2 separate regions of the Macaca mulatta genome follow, and region 2 is linked to region 1. The links are chromatin contacts, called in public Hi-C maps. All regions are on one chromosome and are shown on one strand. The core of a region is the stretch at or near the end of the contact, and the rest is flanking DNA. Distances in the headings are between cores, read along the strand shown.

Region 1 (3,988 bases), core at 541-3,040:
TAAGGCATAAAAATGGTCTCTGCCATCAGGGAACTGTCATCTGGTTGAGGAGACAATATACACATCTGAAAAGTTCAACAAGCAGATAAGTGGTACAGTTCAACAGAAGCAGCAGGTGAGGATTTAAAGTGCTAAACAATAAGGGCACTAAGAGTCACAAGCTAGGGGAACAGCGGGAGGCAGGAGTCAGACCTATGATAATTAAGCCTGACAGGGGTAAGTTTGAACTCTGTATGAACTTTTAATGAGATACAACAGAACCCCTTATTTGCATCTCCTCCCTCTAAGAAGAGGTTTGCTGAGCTTCGGAAATGGTTTAATGATATACTCAAAGTGGAAAAGACTCGAAGTGAGTAAATTACAGTTGGGCAAATAACTGTCAAAAGAAGGAACGTTCTTGACCTCGGCCCAAGGGTATCGCTGTGCTCTGGTTTGCACTAGCTTCAGCACCACTGCAGGCTCACTGAAGGTCAAGTTCCCTTTCAATAATGCTTTATATATCCAAGTCTACCTGCAGTTATCAAAATGCTTCCTAAGAGGCATTTAAGAGTAAAGGAGCTCAGCGGCTCCTCTGTGTTCTCAGCGGTCAGGGATTGGATGCAGGAAAGAAGTGCAATGGGGGCTGGCAGGCACGCTTCAGGAGTAAGCACCGTGTACATGGCACGCTGTTAAGCTCAGATCTATTATTGAATACCAAGGAAGAGGCTCCCGCGATTGAGACAGCGGGGATAAAGCCACCCTCCTGGACCTGGCGCTCCGGTCCTGCAATTCGCTCCTAGGGCTTCAGACAAGGGTGGGCTTACAAGCGAGGACAGTGCATGGGGCAAAACCACAAGTCAGTCCACGGTGGGAATGCCTCCGGATACCACTGGGTGGAGAGTTGGCAGTGGGGCACAAAAAGGATTTCAAAGGGCTCTGAAAACCGAAAGCCCCTAACCCGGATACGAGGGGCCTTGAGAGAAAGGTTTGTCCGCCCCTGCAGACCAGACGCGAGCCAGGGACACACCTCGGATGGTTTCCCAGCTTGGCCGGCAGGACGCTCTGGCGAGCGCTCCAGTCTGCCGGGCAGCAGAGCCAAATAGGGGAGGAGAGGATGGGAGCTGTATTCCACACCCGCCGCACCCGGCATCCAGCCCCGGTGAACTCGAGCAGAGCCATGGCGAACCCGGCCTCAGATTCTGGGCCTCTAGGGGTTCCTCTGCCCAGAGATCCCACATCGGGGGCGCGAACCTACCCGCTGTTGCCTCACTCCTTCACCTCCATACACTGGCGCCCTCCTCCCCCAGTTCAGACCCTCAGAGTCCCTTTCCAAGGGCGGGTGCCAGGAGGGACGCCGGCGACCGCCAGGGAGCTCCAGAGCGCTGCCAGGAGTCCTCCCGCCCCTTCTCAGCCTCTCCGCGCGCTTCCTTGAGCTTCTCGCTCCATCAGGGAAGCGACTGCAGAACCAAGCAAAGGCGGTCATCCAAGGGGCCGGCGAGGCCAAAAACGCGTCGCCGCGTGTCCGTGACGAGGGCACCGCGCCACGGATGCCAGATCCCAGGCTGGAGAGAGGGGGTAGGGGCAGAGCAGAAAACGCGGGCACCACTCAGGGTTTGGTCCACGTCCTTCCTGCCCGTGGCCTTCCTTTTCCCCCGCACTTTACCTTGTACCAGGCTCCTCTAGATCCGCAGGCAGAGGCGCAGAGCCGAAGCCCGGAGGAGAGGAGTTTGAGAGCCGCCATCTTCGGGCCGTGAGGCAGGAGGAGGCTACCGGTTGGAGCGCGCGTTTGGGTGTAGGTGCGCGCTGTCCTGGGCGCCGCCGAGTCACTGCGAAGGAAAGCGGGGCGTGCTGGGGCCTCCACAGCGCGGCTCTGACGTCCTCCCGGCCTTTCGAGCCGCACGCCGCTGGCGCGCTGCTGGCTGCTGCTTTTAAAAGAAGTGAGGCTGGGCGGGGCCCCGGCGGGGAGAAGAGGCTCTGCGCAGCCTGAGCGGATCGCCGGGAAGTTCCTCTCAGAGCCTCAGGTGTCTGGGCGTATGCGAGACCCGGCGTGTGTTGGCGCGCACTTGCCGCTGCAGCCCTTCTGACAGCCCTTTAGCTTAGATGGGGCGCTGGTGGCCGCCTCCCCCTAGGTTGTGGATGAGTCTTGGCCTAGGGTTCAGGGCCCTCCAGCCGCGGGAGGACCTCCCACCAAGCTTGTTGCTTTTCCAAGTGAGTGCTTCGTGTGTGTGTGAGCTGCATAGGGGCACCCCTCGAAACCCCCTTCTCTTCTCCCGCCTGGACTGCGTTCACGTTTCTAACATTTCTCAGCCCCTTCTTCCCAAACCTGGCCTTGGCTTACGTAGAGTAAGTTTGCTGCGAGGACCTGCCTCGAGCTGTCGGTCAAGAGGTGTGAGCAACAAGGCTTGCAGAGGAACAAGATTAAGACTGAACCTCTGTGACCTGACTTTAGCACACCTTTTCTTCCCCATCATCCAAGTTTGCAAATTTTAGGCTCTTTCTCGCACTGGAGTCCGAGCAACCCAGAGATTTACTAAGGAGATGCAACCATAAAGGTAGCATATTGCTTTAACCTTAGGCAAGTTAGATAACTTCCCTAAGCCTCAGTGTCCTCATCTGCAAATTAAGATAGCTTATAATACAACGTCATAACGTTTCTATGAGTTAATTCATGCAAAGTTTCTGGCCGTATTATGAGGAGTCAATAAATGTTAGCATTATTTTAAGTTTATTCCATTGTAGCAGTTCATTGACATGGCACGTACATATTCTGCAACCTTTGTCTTTTGACCAACTCCTTGAGGACATGAGCTAAGACTGATTTCTCCAGAACTGTCTTTGCACTTAGCAGAATGGAAAGACCAAGTGGAAGCTCAATAACATTTTATTTGATTAAGGCCTGACCAAGTTCTGAGAATGTGATGTTAGTTTTGAACCAAAGCAAAGCACACAAAAATTAAATGAGATCTTAGCTTCCTTAGCAAATACAGTAAGGTAATGAACAGTGAAGATCCAGTTCAAAGTTTGTCCATAAAAGCATTTGCCCTTGCATGGTATTCTTTTAACTCTGAACTTTTTTTCCCTGTAAATGTTATAATTTTAGGCAAAATCTGTTAAGGACTAAAATACCAAGTTAGACTATTCAATTACATTGGAGAAACTAACTTAGTAATGGTTGGTATTTCAACACATTTTAAGAAGTTGGAGTGAGGGGAAATTCAAGTACTGTAACTAAAGTCCCACAACTAGTGATAATTTAGCATATAGCAGCTGTTGTACCTTTAACTTACGCAATGTGAAAAAAAACTAGCATTCCAATTGAGTCTACTTTTCCACTTTTGCCCATTCCAATTGGGTCTACTTTTCCACTTTTGCACTTCCACAGGGCACATGAAATGGAAAAACTGCATTGGCAACTTTGCCGGTGGTCATATGACTGACTCTTGGCTGGTCTCACTTTGTTGCTCTTGGCTGAGGAAGACACATTTAAAATGTTGCATGTTATGTGACTAAGTCGTCTGAGAAAATCAGCCTCATTACTGTATGGTCAAAACACACTGTACTGTATTTTTCATTACTATGACTTCATTTTATACTTTTTAAATAATGTGTAAGTCTCCTCGACTTGAATAAATTGGATTACAAATTACAAAAAAGTTCTTATATGCTGATTTGCCTTCTAGTTACACAAAGGCACTTCAATTTTAATTGATGTGCAAAATTTTACTTCTTTTAAATATCTGAACTTTTCTAAACTAGTAAGGATATTTTCCACTTGCTTTGAAAGGCAGTTTCTGGCAAATATGTTATATTCTGGAAACTTTTCTTTGTGGAATCTTACAGTTTAGCTTCCACACTTTTAAAAACTGGGAAAATTGTATTCAAAGCCTTTAAACAAAAGGTCTGATTCCAGTCATTCAATGAGGAAAGTTTTTTTTGTTTTGTTTTCTTTGTATTATGGGTTTTTTTTTTTTTTGTATTATATTATGATACATATGTGTATGTGTGGGTG
Region 2 (3,707 bases), core at 540-3,039, 63 kb after region 1:
CTCAGTATATAATACCATTTACGAATGTGTTAAAGACACTGTTGACATGCCATCAAGAGTGTCCAGGCCGGGTACAATAGATCACACCTGTAATCCTAGCGCTCTGGAAGGCCACAGCAGGAGGATCACTTGAACCTCGGAGGTCAAGACCAGCCTGGAAAACATGGTGAAACTCCGTCTCTACCAAGAAAAAAAAAAAAGAAGAATATAGAAAAAAGAAAGTCCAGAGTGGTCCAGAAAGACCAACCTGGTTTCTTTAACAAATTTCAAGGGAAAATAAAGGAGGGGGAGTTGTACAATGAAACTTAAGCTTTAAGAGTATGTGTAATGTGTGGACCTTGTTGGGCTATGATTCAAACAAATCAAATGTGAAAAATTATTTTCAAAGCAGATGGGGAAGTTAAACACTGACTCGATATTTGGTGATTTTAATGAATTAAAATTGCTTAGGTACAGTGGTCTGTTTCTTAAAATGTGTTTTTTTAGGGACAGATACTGAGATATTTACAGGTGATAGGTCTGGGATTTGTTTCAAAAGAATCCAGAATTGGGGGTGTAGTATTAGGTGAATATAGCAATAGAGCAAGATTAACCAGGGGTTGGTCATTGAATCTTGGATAATGGGCACACAGGAGCATATTATTCACTCTTCTTTTATAAATGTTCAAAATTTTCCATAATAAAAATAAAAATTTTTCTCATTCATTTAACAGATATTTTAATACTTCATACTTAAACTGATTTTTTTTCTTGCTCTAGTTCTAGTTTTTTGCTCTCAAAGTAAATCATGTCCTAGAAAGTGATGAGAAATGCCATATGGTTAATTTGTGGTCCTTGTCCAGATTGCCTCCCAGAAATGAGGCTGCAATTTTATTGGTTATTGGCCCCTACCAACGGCATGCAAATAATATAATGAAACTTAAACTTGTATGTTACAGAGCCTCACAGAACCTCACTTATCAGGCTTTTTTGGATTCTGTTTAGATCCTCAGAGATTTACTTTTTGAATGTATACATACCCAGTTCTATATAACAGATTGACTTGTAATATGTTCTCTTAAAGCACTTTTAAAGTAAGCCCAAAGTAAGTAGAATGGGCATCTGTTTTGAGAATTAAAAAACTCACTAGCGGGATTTCAACACCACCACATCTGGGTTCTCTTCTGGCCTTTTTTTGCCGCCCTTTTATGAGCTACATAGGTTAAGCAAATTTTAAATGTGCTTATATGTTTGCATAGTGGGTCCAGACTTCTCATTTTGGCAAAAGGTTCTTAATAATTGGCCTGCTGACCGCCTCTCTAGTCTGTTTTTCCTGATACTCAAAAAAATAAATGGTAACTTGTTGACTGAGGAAACCACACACACACACAAAACACCCCACACGTAGCATGGCAGTGCTGAAAAGGAAGCAAGTGGTTATTAAGTCCAAGATAGTGGCAGAGGGCTATAGAACAAGCGGAGTCGCCTAGGACCAGGCCTAGTGGAAATGATCCCGGAGAGAACATCTTGAATGAAGTCAGGAAGTCAGCGGGTCGGAGGTTGTACAGGGGCTCTGCGGTTGGCGTGGCTGAGGTTGAGGCCACAAGTTACTGAGGAAGTAACTGTTGACAGGAGCTTCGTACTCGGCTCACAACCACGCACACTGGGCTTCCTCCCAATAACCTCCCTTGCCCCTGGGCCTAACCCTGTCCTGGAGGCGGACTCGCGGCAGAGGCGGGAGGCTGAACGCCCGAGGGCGACCGCGGCTGGCGCGGAGCTGCGCAGAAGGCTGACGCGCTGGCGTGGCTCTGCGACGCGTCACCCGCGCTGCGGGCAAGCCATGGCGGGAAGCGAGCCGCGCAGCGGAACTAGCTCGCCGCCGCCGCCCTTCAGCGACTGGGGCCGCTTGGAGGCGGCCATACTCAGCGGCTGGAAGACTTTCTGGCAGTCAGTGAGCAAGGAGAGGGTGGCGCGTACGGCCTCGCGGGAGGAGGTGGATGAGGCGGCCAGCACCCTGACGCGGCTGCCGGTGAGCGCCGGCCGCAGGCCGCGGAGGACAGTGGGGCCGGCCCGGGCCGGAGGGACCTCCCCTGGAGCCCTGCGGGGCCTGAGGAACTACCGCGCCCGGGCCTGGGTCTGGCTTCCTCCATGCAGCCATTCCTGGCAGTGTAGTCACCGAGAAGCTACAGTTGACCAGAAGCGTCTTGGCATTGAACCTGGTGCTCCGCAGGGGGCCTGAACATCTCAGGGAAGCAACTTCACGGGGCCCCTGGTGACCCTCCCGATCGTCCTCAGGTTTTCCACCCCCCAAAACAGGCACATGTGACTAGGACACCCTGAATGTCCGGTTGCGAAATGAGACCGTTCCCAAGTTGCTGATTAGCTTGGGAAAAGCATTCCAGCCTCCGTGTTCCCAGCGTCTTTAATTCCGGATCATAGTACCAAAACACCTGGAGGGCCAAGGTTTTTACCCTCTCAAGAGGACATTGTGCCTGTGGCTGTTATTGTATATTTGAAGAAACAAAGCTGCCCCTCAGTTGAAAATAAATGACTTAAGTTACAAGTGCCTCAAGTTACATCAAGGCCACGAAAAATGATACACATAATTTATTGTTAAACTTTAGGGTAGATAGGTAAATGAGAACAAAAATTATTGAAAATCATTACAATTTTTTGTCTCATTTGGACTATTGACACCTCCCTCCGACGTGTATATCAACATGAAAACTGCAGGTTTAGAATGCTTCCAAGTTTCTCCTCGCAGAGGTTTTTCATAACATTTTAATGGATTCTGTGCAGGAACTAAAATGACAAATTTACGGCCGGGCGCGGTGGCTCACGCCTGTAATCCCAGCACTTTGGGAGACTGAGGTGGGCGGATCACGAGGTCAGGAGCTCAAGACCATCCTGGCTAACACGGTGAAACCCCGTCTCTACTAAAAATATATAAAATTAGCCGGACTTGGTGGCAGGCGCCTGTAGTCCCAGCTACTCGGGAGGCTGAGGCAGGAGAATGGCGTAAACCCGGGAGGCAGAGCTTGCAGTGAGCTGGGATCTGGCCACTGCACTCCAGCCTGGGCGACAGAACGAGACTCCGTCTCAAAAAAAAAAAAAAAAAAAAAAGTACACTTTTTGGTTTGGTCTGATGATAAAATGAGATAAAGGTTGATACAGGTTTTTTTTGAAAAACAAAGTATTTCCTTAACTAATTTATGTAACGAACTGGTATATCCAAACATCTCTGAGGAAAAATTAAAGGAACTGCTGATTTTACTGGAAAGATAGCAAGACGGTTGGTTTTTCAGGAATGTTTCAATGTTTCAGAAATTAGTTTTAACAAATACAAAACTAAAATGTTCAGTTATGATCCTTTGCTGATGGCAGGAAAATAATAGATTTAATTATTAATGGTAGATTTAGTTATTAAAAATACTAGTCAGTTGACCTTTTATTTATCTGTTGATTGTGTGATTTATCACCCAAAAACTATTTTCTTCATTCCTTTTTCCTACCTGCTTTTTTCTTCTGTTTCAGATTGATGTGCAGCTATATATTTTGTCCTTTCTTTCACCTCATGATCTGTGTCAGTTGGGAAGTACAAATCATTATTGGAATGAAACTGTAAGAGATCCAATTCTGTGGAGATACTTTTTGTTAAGGGATCTTCCTTCTTGGTCTTCTGTTGACTGGAAGTCTCTTCCAGATCTAGAAATCTTAAAAAAGCCTGT

What was found. A called contact is a pair of places that touch in the nucleus more often than the background predicts.
Region 2: a contact with region 1 is called in a Hi-C map of cortical neurons, with 2.9 times the contacts expected there. The contact joins the promoter of FBXO4 here to the promoter of OXCT1 in region 1. A contact is called at or near these places in 4 of 14 Hi-C or Micro-C datasets (CD4 T cells, cortical neurons, liver and 1 more).

The regions. Positions count from the first base shown.
Region 1 is chr6:42,944,070-42,948,057 of T2T-MMU8v2.0, forward strand. It overlaps OXCT1 (3-oxoacid CoA-transferase 1), which reads right to left and starts at 1,791. Exons shown (of 17, transcript NM_001260592.1): 1 at 1,643-1,791. The coding sequence starts at 1,720.
Region 2 is chr6:43,006,919-43,010,625 of T2T-MMU8v2.0, forward strand. FBXO4 (F-box protein 4) reads left to right here and starts at 1,790. Exons shown (of 6, transcript XM_015139956.3): 1 at 1,790-2,008; 2 at 3,514-3,707. The coding sequence starts at 1,820.